Regions from separate parts of the Mus musculus genome. Here region 1 is linked to region 2. A link is a contact called in public promoter capture Hi-C data. All regions are on one chromosome and are shown on one strand. The core of a region is the stretch at or near the end of the contact, and the rest is flanking DNA. Distances in the headings are between cores, read along the strand shown.

Region 1 (6,054 bases), core at 2,942-5,441, 8.3 Mb after region 2:
GAGCAAGGCAGGCTAGACTCAAACTGCAAGTGACATAGGGCCTGCAGCTGGGATGTAGGTTAGAACTTCAGAGCCTGCTCAGTGTGGGCTTACAGCTTGTTAATAAAAATACCAGGTGTCTGTGTCTTTTATTTGGGAGCTATACGGGCTAAACTGGGTGTAGAGACACCCTGCAGATACCTGGGAGCACAGAAACACCGCCCCCTCTTCCCCAATACATGTTTTCTAAAATCTTAATTTTCTCTTAAAAATGCAACCCTCCATACTGGTAAGCCATCGTTCAATTTCTGTGGTACATTCACTGTCTATGTAATTCATAAGCCTGGCAAAGCACAATTTTTCTATCAGTTGCTCCATCAAGTGAAAATGATGTTCTGTGAAAAAGCAGCCAGGTCAGCCACACAACTCAATCACACACATTCCTAGAAACTTCTGAAATGCTTGATGCAGACTTTTCACTTCATTCCATACAATAATTGAGGAATGGGATATAGCAGTGAAGTTCATCATTTTTAATGCTTCAAAGACATTTGAGAAACTAAAACTATTTTCCCTGAATGCCTGCCTAGTATTTAGTAAAATTAAAAGAGCAGTTTGACCTTCCAAAAGGGACTCAAGAAAACCCCAAGGTTTTGTTTTATTACCGAGCAGGAGATTGCACAGACCACATTGCAAAGCAGGAGGAGGAAGTGGAAACAATACAAGTGAATGGCTCTAGAGTAAGAAGGCCAGTGTCCCGATAGTTCCCTCTGAGCAGTGGGGCCTGTAAGTCTTTAACTATTTCGCCTGCTAGGGCACGCATGAGTTTGATAACATCTGAAAAACAGGAGCTGAATGCACCAGAAGACAAGCCGTTTGTTTCCTTTTCTCCTCTGCCCAGCCAGTAGTTATGAAAACACTGCAAATAGAGAAAAGCCTCAAGAAGAAAAATACCCCGGGGAGGGGAGCTTTCCCCATTCTATGAAAATTTTACAAAACAGAAAGCCCCTCCGGAAAGTCATTTCTGTAAAGGCCTGCTAAATCTTATTATAGCCACACACCCAGCAAGCAAGTTACCTGCAGTCCCTGCCAGACAGGGAAAGTAGTCCCCCCCAGGGGGGGAAAGCAGAACCCTTGAGCAGAGTAAAACCATTTCCTTCACAAGACCCACGAGCGCGCACACCAGGCCAGAGGAAGCATACCTCGAAGTGGGGCTCTCGTGCCAACGGAGAGAGCACAGCCTTCTTTAGGTTTCGCTGCTGGGCAATGAATCGGATCAGGCAATTGGTTTCTGGAGAGCCCCGCACACCAACAGTGGAGCGGCGCCTGGCCTTCTGAAGGGAAGATGTTGACTTTCCTGCAAGTCAGAACGGAACATGGCAATGGTCAGAAGCTGGGGCTTGTGCTGGCGACGGGTCACCACAAGTGAGAAAACAGAGTCTGCACTTGTCACAGAGAACTAAGAACTACTGGCAGGGCAGTTCATGTAGAAACATCTGGACTGACTGCCACTTGACCCCCAATTCGTGTTTCTAGATCAGCACTTGGCACACAGAAGGCCACAAGCAGTTACTTCGTCTTCACTTGTGCCCCATATCCCCGATACAGAGAAGTCAGAGGTAACAGCTTGAAGCTAAGAATCTCTCCTTGTTTATAGGTACAACCATGCACAGTTGAAACTACAGTATGCTGTGGCTTTGCTCACTGTAGCCATCCAAGCTCTGAAACTATCACATGGGAACAGTTTAAAGCGATCTACGAACTGGAAGCATACCATTGCAAGCAGTGCACAGCCACTGTCTAACAACATCCAGCCCAGGACATGAATCGTCCTCTGAGTACAGTACTTATGCTGGGCATGCTGCACACTTAGTCACTCCCTCGAAATATTTTACTTTGGCCTCAAGAGCAGTGAGGCTAGCAATTCAGCTAAGCTTAGAAGTGCTTCCTGTAAGGGCCCATAAGGGATCTAAGTAGAGAGAGAATAGTTTGCAACGGTTAAGCTTGATTCTAAACGCATCTAGCTTGAGGGCATCTCGGAGAGGGTGTGCTTCTGAGAGCCTGTCCACAGATGAGTAGGCCACATCTCTTACTGTGGCTAATTTATAAATTCATAGTTTCAGTCCTAAAAACTCATGGTGGCCCTTGGAACAGAGTCCCGATGTGGGTTAGGGCTGGTGAGACCCAGCTATACCCTGCTCTTATTTTTTTCAAAATTCTTCTACTCTGGAATAAGCTACTTCTTCACCCTCAGCACGCCACCCTGAATTCTGCTCACACCTAAGCACACGAAAACGGACCCAGTCTTTTATGTGATAATTCTGAGCGGTAGAGAATGAGTGTCACTCTGGCTTCGCCTAGCTCACGGTGTGATTGGCTTCCAGTCTCGTTATCCTTCTTTATAATTGCTATTCTACAACCCAAAAGAACCCTAGCCCTAGATTTACTTCTCCATTGGGAATTTCATTCCTGAAGCTAAAGAAAATCATTATCTGGGTCAATTTTCTGTTTGGGATTTTTGAATGAGGCACACGGCCTTGTCACTTTTACCGGTTCTCAACTACCTTTCAATGCCCTCTGATTTTCATACACACTGTTTTCTAGGGTGCACACAAAGCACAACTGATTCAGAAACATTGCTCTATTTGCTGAGCTGTGCCGAACAAGCAAGTCTGCAGGGTCAGCATAAATACACACAGAAGGAGTGTCAGGCAGTACAGACATGTATAATTGGGGCCTACTACAGTTACTGTTAAATTTGAAAAAAAAAACTATGCAATCCAAGAACTTCTCTTACCGGAAGAGGTCTTAACAAAGCTTTCAGGTGTAATTCCCAACTGCTCTACGGTTACTGTGGTGAAGTCCAAAGGTGACTTAAAGGTATCAGGGGTGCAAAGATTAGGAGTCGCATCTGCTACATGCTTCTGAGGAGTCACAAACGGTTCAGTTCCCAATCTAAAAACGTCATTTTCTGAAAACGGACAGCACATTGGGGGTGTTAATACATCAAAACACTCAAATCTTCCATCTAACGAGGGCAACAGGTCACCACATACCAGAATTATTAAGGACACACTCCTTGGATTCAGAGAGAGGCTTGTCGTGTGAACTCGCATCCATCTAAAAGATGAGGAAGTTAGAGAAAAAAATGTGAAAAATAACCTCACTATAAGCCAAAAACAATGTGACAGAACTCTAAGGCAATCAATACCAGGGGACCACAGGCTGGGGCGTTCTGATTAAAGAAACGGCGGGAGGTACTATTGACTAAACAAAGCGGACCGAACTGATTTATCAGGGCTTTGCATCCCTGAACCCCGGCCGGATAGCAGGCCTACCTCTCCCGCCCAGGACCCTGCGCGTTCCCTCGGACGACTACGACAAGCGTCGCGGAGGCTCCGTTTCAGAGAGCACCAGAGGCCGGGGAAGGGAGCCGGGCTGGCCTCCTGCCGGCCGCTGCACACCAGACACACCACGTCCGGCCGAAGCGGTCAAGCTTCACTTGCCCGCCAGCAAATTCAAACCGCGGCCACGCCCCCGCGGAGGGATACCCACGAGCCGTGGACCACGTGTGACGTGGGTACCGCTCCCTCCGGGCCTCACCCTCGTGCTTTCGAACGGCGCAGGGAGACCTCCGTGGATCCCGGAAAAAACACGGCCAGCCCTAAATGACCCTGGCGAGACAGAGCTGCAGCAAAAAGGTGTCCTGGGGTCTACCAGTGAGTTCCGCGGAGCAACACTTCAAATGCCACCCCAAACCTTGGATTGGCTGCTGGAAACTTCGAAAATGAATCACTAGACCAATCGAGACAGAACCGCCGGATGGCTAGTTTACCCTATTAGCCAATCCCGATACCAACCGTTACCTCGGTGGGTGGGTACAGTAGAAGGGGCAAAAGCCTAGCGAGGAGCTGATTGGTCTATGGGACTTCGGCGTCCCGCCTCTTCCTTAGACCCAGTCTCTTTATGCAAATGAGCACTCCTACACTCCAACGTGCGCCTGCTCAGTAACGCTTAGAGCGGCCCTTTGCCCAGTAGGTTCTTCTCTGATTCGCTGATACTCCATTCCGTCAACCAGCCCTCAGCCTCTCTTTCCTTCCACCGCCGTCTAGTGTTACTCTGAGCCCACCCCCCAGCCGGACTCTGATTGGCTAAATACTGGCCGGTACAGCGTGTTGATTGGCGCAGCTCAGCGTCGGTCTGGGCGCGGTTGGGGGGAAGGGCCGCTAGCAGGCTGAGGAGCCTAGGGGCGGGGTGGGAAGGAGGATCGGCCAACCCCGGGGTGTGGGACTGAGGGTGCGTGCGTGAGGAGTGTGGGGCCGACCAGGAAGGTGGCGAAGGGCGGAGAGTCCGGGTGGGAGGCGGGAGGGGTCTCGCGGGCGCGGAGCGCGGCGGGTGGCGGGCCGGGAGCGAGGGTGGCGGCTCCCTCAGGACCCGGCGCGGGCGGCGCGATGCGGCGGGTCACGCTGTTCTTGAACGGCAGCCCGAGCAACGGCAAGGTAAGCGGTAGCGGGGGCGCGACCCGGGGACCCCCGCAGCCTCCGACAGCCCGGGGCTGCTCTGCCGGCGGGGCTCCGAGGCGCCACTGTCACCTGAGCAGCTGGCCGAGGTCCCCTCCCACCTTCCCGCTGCGCCTTCCTGTCCTTATCGGTGCTGAGTAATGCTCTGCCCGGGGAGGAGGCAGTGATCATGGAGGCGGGTGACCCTGGCCAGGTCGGGAGAAGAAAACTCCAGGGGACAGTCGAGTGACATCCTCAGAATGTGGACCTGGTCTGAACCACTTTCCTTCTCTCTCAAGGTGCCCCGGGCCCCTTGCCCCGCCACCGTGCAAACTTTTATACATGTTTTACTGTGCCGCCTTGTTTTTGATTCCTTAGAGGACAGTGACAGCAGACCTTCGGAATGACTTGATTTGACAGTAGCCTTAGCTGCATTTAGGCCTCTGTGGAGGGCGTGGTGCTAAATATTTTTCCGATGTTGCAGCTGCCTCTTGCCCCACCCTTGAAAGTTATTCTTTGGAAAATGTTGGCTGTTTCTGGCGGACTAGTAATGTGTGGTTAAATGACTGCCCCACACATACCTAAGCCTGATTAAAGTCTCAAAAGTAATGAACCCTTTTAAAGTTTCAGTTCAAGGTACATTGGCTCCACTCTGTAATTGACCAGAATACTCTGATTGCCCCGCGTATACATAGCAGAACTAACTATTCAAGGGCATTAAAGTGGTGCGGGGGAAGGGGGTGATGAGGGGTAGGGGAGCGATGTCCTTCAACCACTCTGCAGTTTTGAATAAACAGATTCTGGAAATCTGATCCACAGTGGGGTTTGTGCTCTGCGATTTTATTTTCTTAAAGATTGGATATTCACACAAAAATAGTAGCCACATAAGCTCAGCCAGTGCTTCAGAAATACAGGCTAAAAAGGCTGTCACTTCTGATCATCAGCTGTTCCTGGGCCACGCTGTAGTTGGCTAGTAGACTGTGTCGGTTTTTATTGAGAGATTTAGTGTGCCCAGTGTTAACAGTCGTATTGATAAGCACTTTTCACCAGTGTCGACTCTTGTGTGACTCCCTGAAGTCGAAGTGATCAGAGTTCCTCATAAGTGCTCAGCTCTGCTCTAAATCTCTTCTGAGTTCACTGTATGCTATTGTCACTGTAAAACTGAGTGGCTTGCTCTGGGTATATTATTTAAATTTTTAAAAACTTTGGTTTTGTCTGTGAGTTTCCAGGTTAATTTTATTTACTTAGTAAAAAAATGTTGAGAATCTCCGAAGATTGGGGAAAGTACTTCTCAAATGAGTATGGGCACATATGCATTACAATGATCATAGGACTGAGCCGAAGAATATTAACATTTAATATTTTTAAAAAAACTATGTCCCACCATGTCCTAAGCTAGAGAACATGTTGCAAGGCTGTTTCCTCTCCTTTCAGAAGGTGGAAATAATACTAAAATGACTTTTATTTGAAAAGATCACAATACATACCACCTGCATTTATGTATGTGGATATGTAGTGTATGCATAGTCCCTATATCTAATCAGGACTGGCATAAACATGACATGGACGCTCGTTA
Region 2 (6,560 bases), core at 3,212-5,711:
AAGGCTGCATAATAAGAAATACAATGAGCTTTCACAATCACACTAAAAAGAGAAATAGACTTGGGACAGTTTTGTGTTCAAGGAAACCATTTACATTCAAAGATGAAGCTACAGGTGTGCACTATGATAAGGTAAAGCCATGTAAAAACTGCTACTTCAACATCCTTCTATAACTCCCATTTTATGTAACATCTCTGAGGTAATTTTCTAAAGAACATTTTGTCTAAGAAGGTATAAAAAGGCCAGAGAAAAGAAATAAAGTTGTTAGTTGGATAGCTTGGCTATATGTAGATATATACATATGTGTGTGTGTGTGTGTGTGTGTGTGTGTAAGTAAACATGCATGAATACTTGCGGAGTATGTAAGACAAGTTGTTAGGCCCAACAAAAATGTGAATATGTTAATGTATAAATGAAAATGTAAATGTGTGTATGAATGTATATGTTTCTGTGCATTCTGTCTGTGTAAAAGATTTTGGTTCTTTTCCTTTCTTCCTCTCTGGTTCACAAAGAGTTAACCAGCCTAGCCAGACAGGCTTCTGGCTGCTTCTCCTGAGAAAGGAACTATAGCAATAAATATTTTTACTTAATTCCCTGCTGCTAGGCCACAGGGGTTAATCACCCAAGCCAAGAGTTCTTAACCACAGAATAACAAGAAAGATTTTAGAATTTGTTAGAGGTGTCAGCAAGCATTCAGTCTACATAGAGAGCTAGAAAGCCAGAGAACACCAGTCTTCACAGCTTCCTCTACCTCCAACTCTGTGCCCCACTCACTTCAAGCCATTCCAGGCGGTGCTGGCTCCCCACACACCCAATGGGGTGGGAAGAAGAAAGAGAAATCATAGAGAGTGAAATACACACTGAAATTCAGCGATTTAGAATAAATGTATAGAAACATTTAAATACAATGTTTAAAAATTAGTTATTTGACCCACCATTTTTTTCTTCCATCTTTTGGTGTTGCTTATATAAAATTCTTCAAAATGAAGTTAATCAAAACTAAATGGGCTCCAACTGCAGTCTCTATGAAATCTGTAGTCCCCAAAGAGAGTATCTCGTTAGGCCACTTCCTAATAGTCTTTAGTATTTGAATTTGCAAATAGAAACTGTGCTTGAATAGACTTTCAGAATGACTACTAGTCCAAGAAAAACAGGCACAGCATCTTCTTCAAGGCCAGGTTGAAAGCCGGATCAGGACTACTGACAATGTCTTTTTAAAATTAAAGTTCATCCCATGTTTTGGTCCACAAATGCATGAAACACTCTGCAGCGAAAACAAAGGACAGTGCATATTTACAAAGAAAACAACTTCATCTTTAAAAATAATATAAAGCATTATGAAAAAATATACATTAACTGGAAAAAAAATCAACAGAACATCAAAATTAGGACAAGTATAGAAAAGAATAGCTCATGATCCTATCATCTATATTTAATATGTTAAAACTTGTATTACCAACCAACAAACTATCCATTTTATCTTAATATATCATAGAAACTTTTAAAAGTAGGAATAATAATGGTAATTGTCTCATATGCTGTTATGAGGATGAGATTATCACTTTGATATTTGACACATAGGAAGGATTTCATAAATGATAGCAATTATCCTCTTAGTGTATAATTTTAAAATTTTAGATTTTAGTGTATATTCTTTTTCCATGCTCACAATAGTATATTCTATTTTCTGCCCAATTACTACTATCGTTATATAAGTAAATGGCTAAATTATATACTTTGGACAATAATTCACACACTGAAGGTTTTAATACATTTAAAAAATTATTGTTATTATAAAGTTTTGTATATTTTTTTGTTACACATAATGCTTGAATAAACATTTTGTGCACTTTTCTGATATTTCCTTAGGATATATATCTAGTGATGGCAGTAATAAAATTTTTTTGAATTATCAAAGTGTTAGTCAATACCTGGTAAATTTTTCTGTCTTTTCCACATCATAAGCTTGAAGGGTGTTAGAAGGCTTTTTTTGTTGTTTTGTTTTGTTTTGTTTTTGTTTTTCAAGACAGGATTTCCCTATATAGCCTGGCTGTCCTGGAACTCACTCTATAGATCAGGCTGGCCTTGAACTCAGAAATCTGCCTGCCTCTTTCCTCCTAAGTGCTGAGATTAAAGGCGTGCACCACCACTGCCCAGCAATGTTAGAAGGCTTTAAAACACTGTATACAATCATGTTTAAAACTAAAAGGGAACTCCCAACAGATAGTCTGCGAGATCTCTATGAGGAAATGAAACTTAAGATAATGCCAATGAACATCATAACACAAAAGGATGGCAGGAAACTCCCCAAGGGGATGTGAATTCTGAAATACATGAAGAAGGTTGCATTGTGGATAAGATGTAACAAGCACACTAAACTGCTGGGATTGTGCTTAAGAGAATTAATATTTTAAAATAAATTTGAATATATTGGATCCTTGTAGGGCTAAAGAAAGGTACAATTCTGAAAAATAACCAATTAGGGATCACGGATATAAGAAATGTTCTTCAAATATACGGATTAGGTGAAAATAACACACCAGACTCATGGGAAAAGCCCCTTAGAACCCTAGAAAATCACACCTAGTAATTTATGGGGAAAATAAAGAAATGAGGTGATAATGACCAAGAATTCCTTAAAACAGGAAAGCACTCTGTTGTCCACTGAGTACCAAGTGGAATACAATTTTTCTCTTTTTCCTTTTGAGAAAGGCTCGCCTTGAACTGGTTATGATACTGAGTATAGCCTTAAACTTCTGATCCTTTTGCCTCTACCTCCTAGGCACTGGGATCAATGGCATGTGCCACCACACTGGACTTATGTAGTGCTCAGATTCCAAACCAGGGCTTTGCACAAACAAGGCACGTATTCTGACTGGGCTATGGTTCCAGCCCAGAATATGCTTGACATATACCACTAACTGTGATATGCTTCAGAACACCAAAATGTTCTTAGAAACTTGAAAATCTGTTAGCCAAAAAGAAGTATGTATCACATTGGCAATGAGACTCACCAGAAATGCAAACTGTTAAAAGGGAAACATAAGCTATACACTGTACTTCAGCCAGGCAACCTTTCCACTGTAAAATTAATACTACAGATATCCAAGTGCCACAAAGAGACATTGCCAAGCTGCCTTCCACCTTAGATTCTAGTAACTTCCACCTCAGTACACTCACTCAGCCTGACACCTCAGGAAAGGGCAGGTGGGGACAGGAGGACCAGTAGCTCAAAGCCATCCTGGTCTACTAGGCTGGACTTCCACATAGCAAACAGCAACTAAAGAAAAAGCTCTCACCAGTGTAGCTTGGAAGCTAATTTACAAAAGAAAAAAAATTGCCAAAAAAAGTTAAGGAAATTTAAAGCTTATCTTCCAAAGACAACACTAATATTTCACTGTTAGTGTACTTTTTATTTGTTTGTATGTTTTGTATTTTGAGACAACGTTTCTCTGGGTAACCCTGGCTTTCCGGGAACTCAATCCGGAGAGAACTCAAGAGATCCGCTAGTCTCTGCCTCCCCAGCCACCATCTCCCAGCTTGCCAGGAGAATTTTATTTAAATTTGGTTCTTTGCCAGTCTCAAACTTTCATCTGGCCAAACATACAGGCAACTTCATTTAGATCTAAGTTTCCTTTTTACTTGGAGGAAAAAGAAACTAAAAAAACTAAGATACCACTATCTCGTTGGTTCTTTGATAGGCATGACATAATCGGAGCGTAAGTCAGGGTCAGGCACATTTTTAACGTGTTCGTATGTTAAACAACACAACAATGGCAAAACGCCTTCTGGTGAAGAATAGAAACCTATCCTATCGTATGTGGTAGGGTATTTGGAAGAGCTAATGGTCTGTTTACCAAATCTAAGACTAAACATAAATTAATCCTCCACTTTGGTTTTCTTCACTAACATGCAAAGAACCATGTTACTACATGCCAATCATATGATCTGTCAATCATATCCCTTTCTGCAGTGACTTTATTGATCTTGGACTGTTGAGTAGTGAGTCAGTCCGTCGCTCCGAAGATACCAATCAAGTTCAACTGATAAATAATTTCATTTGTTCATGGCCAGTGTAACCTTACCTGTGGAATGGACCAGTGTCCTGAAGATCTTGTCTGTGCTCCGCTGTCTACAGCCCATGATAGCCAAATTACTCAGAAATCACCAGCCACGAAAGTGAGCGCCGCAAGACGGTGGGGGAAACGCGACTGAGAGCCCCGGCCACCCCCGCTACTGAGACAGCGGGTTGAGGCGGCCTGGCACCCCGCGCGCCTTGCACTGTCCGCACCAGAGTCTGCAGTCCCGAGGCGGCTTCACCTCAGCGGGGGAGACATCAGCCCCAAGGGAGCTCCACACAGTTTCCGCGGCCCCGCGGCGCCGGCCGGAGCGCGCGGCCTCCTGATTGGTCGGCGACTCTCTCGGTTTGTCTCGCGCGGACTGCTACGGCCAATCGGGTTCTCGGCAGCCAAGTGAGGCACTTCGCTGGAGTGGTGGCGCAGCGCTCTCTGCCCGCGGTAGGTGTGTGGCTGCGGCGAGCCTTTTCCGGCTCTGGGAGTGTGTGTGTGGAAGGAGAGTCCTCGGGGTGACAGGAGTGTTGGGAGTGAAGGGGCGACTTAACTAGCAGGGGATTCTTCTCGCCCGCCCGGAGTCTCCTCCCTGTGTTTGGGAGGCAGGCGTGGTGGTGGTGGCGGTGGCGGTGGCCCCGGCTTGGCTTTGCTGGTCATTAGAGTCTGGCGCAGGCTTTGCTTTCCTGTCTTAACCCTGATCCCTTGGTTTCCGAGAGTTGCTCAGCAGTGTTTGTGGCGCGAAGATTCCCACCGCCGACCCCTGTCATGATTAAAGGAGGCTGGCTGTAGGATTCAACACGGGAAAGCCAGTCGTGGAAGGGAGAGGGGGCTGTCTCGACCACTGGCCTCCGGGTCGATAGAGAACTTTTCTTTTTTGTCAATTGCCAGGGGCCAACTGCGGAGCCTTTGCCCTTCTCGAGAGTTCATCCTTTGACATACATGGACAGCAGGTTGTGTGAGAGTAGTTTTATTCATAAGCATGCCGCCAGCATTCATTCAATGACGTTAGAAAAAAAGAGAGAAATAAAATAAAATAAAAAGGAGAAACGGGAAGTAAACTAGTGTTTGTCATGCTCCAAATTCACTTCATGCTAGGTATACATGTAGCTCAGGCAGACCGGATCTTTCTGCCACAGGAGCGCCACACCCTTACCCCAGTTTCAAAGGTGCTGATTTTTTTTTTTTTTTGTAAATTTCTCTTTACATATTTTTAACATTATAAACTTGATTTTAAAAAAAAGTTTGCAAAAAAAAAAAAGAAAGAAAAACACATCAAAATTAACCAAACCCCAAAACAATACAACTCAAATGAATACATCTATGCAATTAAAGTTGACTTTTGGAAACGAAATTGTGAAGCTTCACATTAAATTTAACACATGTCGAATATGTTTTCTGCACCTAGTCAAAACCAACCAAACAAGAAAGCCATGACAGCTTTGTACATTTCTGGGTCTGCGATGCTATGCGGGCTGGCTTTATGGAACAGGGTATTATTTAAGGAGGGTGTTGGAGTTTGGGAAGAGCAAGACACTGTACTTTCCTCTTTCCAGTTTTCTCTTGGGGAAAAAAAAGTAGAAAAGGAAGTAGAAAGCATTCTTTTTTTTTTTATTATTTGAAAGAAGCTGCCAGATCTGAAAATCTAGCCTGTTAGAGACAAATATTTTGTGATTCACTTATAACAGTTTTGATAAACTTAACACCAGTATCTTCACTTTTTATTTTATTTCAAGGTTGAATAACTTAAGTTATTCAAGGTTAATTGGTTTGTTTTTTTGTTTGTTTGTTTGTTTTTTTGTTTTGTGTGTGTGTGTGTGTGTGTGTGTGTGTTCTTTGTGGGTTGGTTTTTTTTTTTTTTTTGGTTTTTCGAGACAGGGTTTCTCAGTGTAGCCCTGGCTGTCCTGGAACTCACTTTGTAGACCAGGCTGGCCTCGAACTCAGAAATCTACCTGCCTCTGCCTCCCGAGTGCTAGGATTAAAGCTGTGCGCAAGGTTAATTGGTGATTCCGCTGAGTTGACAATAAAGGAGGGGGATATTTTGTGACAGAAAGAACCAAACACAAACAGTGCACACACAAAAAATTGACTTTCTTACTTTACTTTTTTTTTTTTTTTTTTTTTTTTGACTTTTCAGGGTTTTTAATAGTCACATGCAGAGGTCTGGTTCATTTCAGCTCCTTCACTGCCAAACCTGGGGGTAGGGACTGCTTCAGCTTCTCTGCCTTCTCCTTGTCTGTGATAACCAGGGTCTTACTTTACTTTTTAAAGTCACAGCCCATACTAAATTTTTCTCAAACAGAAAGGGTGATTAGTCATACTTGAGTATGAGTTGGTGATCACAGTTTGTATTACTGTTACTGGTCCATAAACCCACTGACTTAATTTTCCTGTTTTCAAAAGAATTAAGAAACAGTTTGGTAAAGGGAAGTGTGTTTATTTCTAGATTAGCTGATAGCAGTGGTGGGAGAACAGTCTAAATTCCTCCTTGCT

The links. Promoter capture Hi-C pulls out the DNA fragments that hold promoters and counts their contacts.
Region 1: a promoter capture Hi-C map of pre-B cells shows a contact between it and region 2. The contact joins the promoter of Kctd9 here to the promoter of Cab39l in region 2. A contact is called at or near these places in 1 of 39 promoter capture datasets (pre-B cells) and 1 of 484 Hi-C or Micro-C datasets (CD4 T cells).

Annotation. Positions count from the first base shown.
Region 1 is chr14:67,711,907-67,717,960 of GRCm38.p6, forward strand. Kctd9 (potassium channel tetramerisation domain containing 9) reads left to right here and starts at 4,192. Exons shown (of 12, transcript NM_001111028.1): 1 at 4,192-4,478. The coding sequence starts at 4,431. It overlaps Cdca2 (cell division cycle associated 2), which reads right to left and starts at 3,704. Exons shown (of 15, transcript NM_001110162.1): 1 at 3,318-3,704; 2 at 3,036-3,099; 3 at 2,777-2,950; 4 at 1,182-1,336. The coding sequence starts at 3,099.
Region 2 is chr14:59,436,502-59,443,061 of GRCm38.p6, forward strand. Cab39l (calcium binding protein 39-like) reads left to right here and starts at 4,462. Exons shown (of 11, transcript NM_026908.4): 1 at 4,462-4,517. It overlaps Gm45935 (predicted gene, 45935), which reads right to left and starts at 4,379. Exons shown (of 24, transcript NM_001320725.1): 1 at 4,086-4,379; 2 at 936-1,264. The coding sequence starts at 951. It overlaps Setdb2 (SET domain, bifurcated 2), which reads right to left and starts at 4,379. Exons shown (of 14, transcript NM_001320720.1): 1 at 4,086-4,379; 2 at 936-1,264. The coding sequence starts at 951.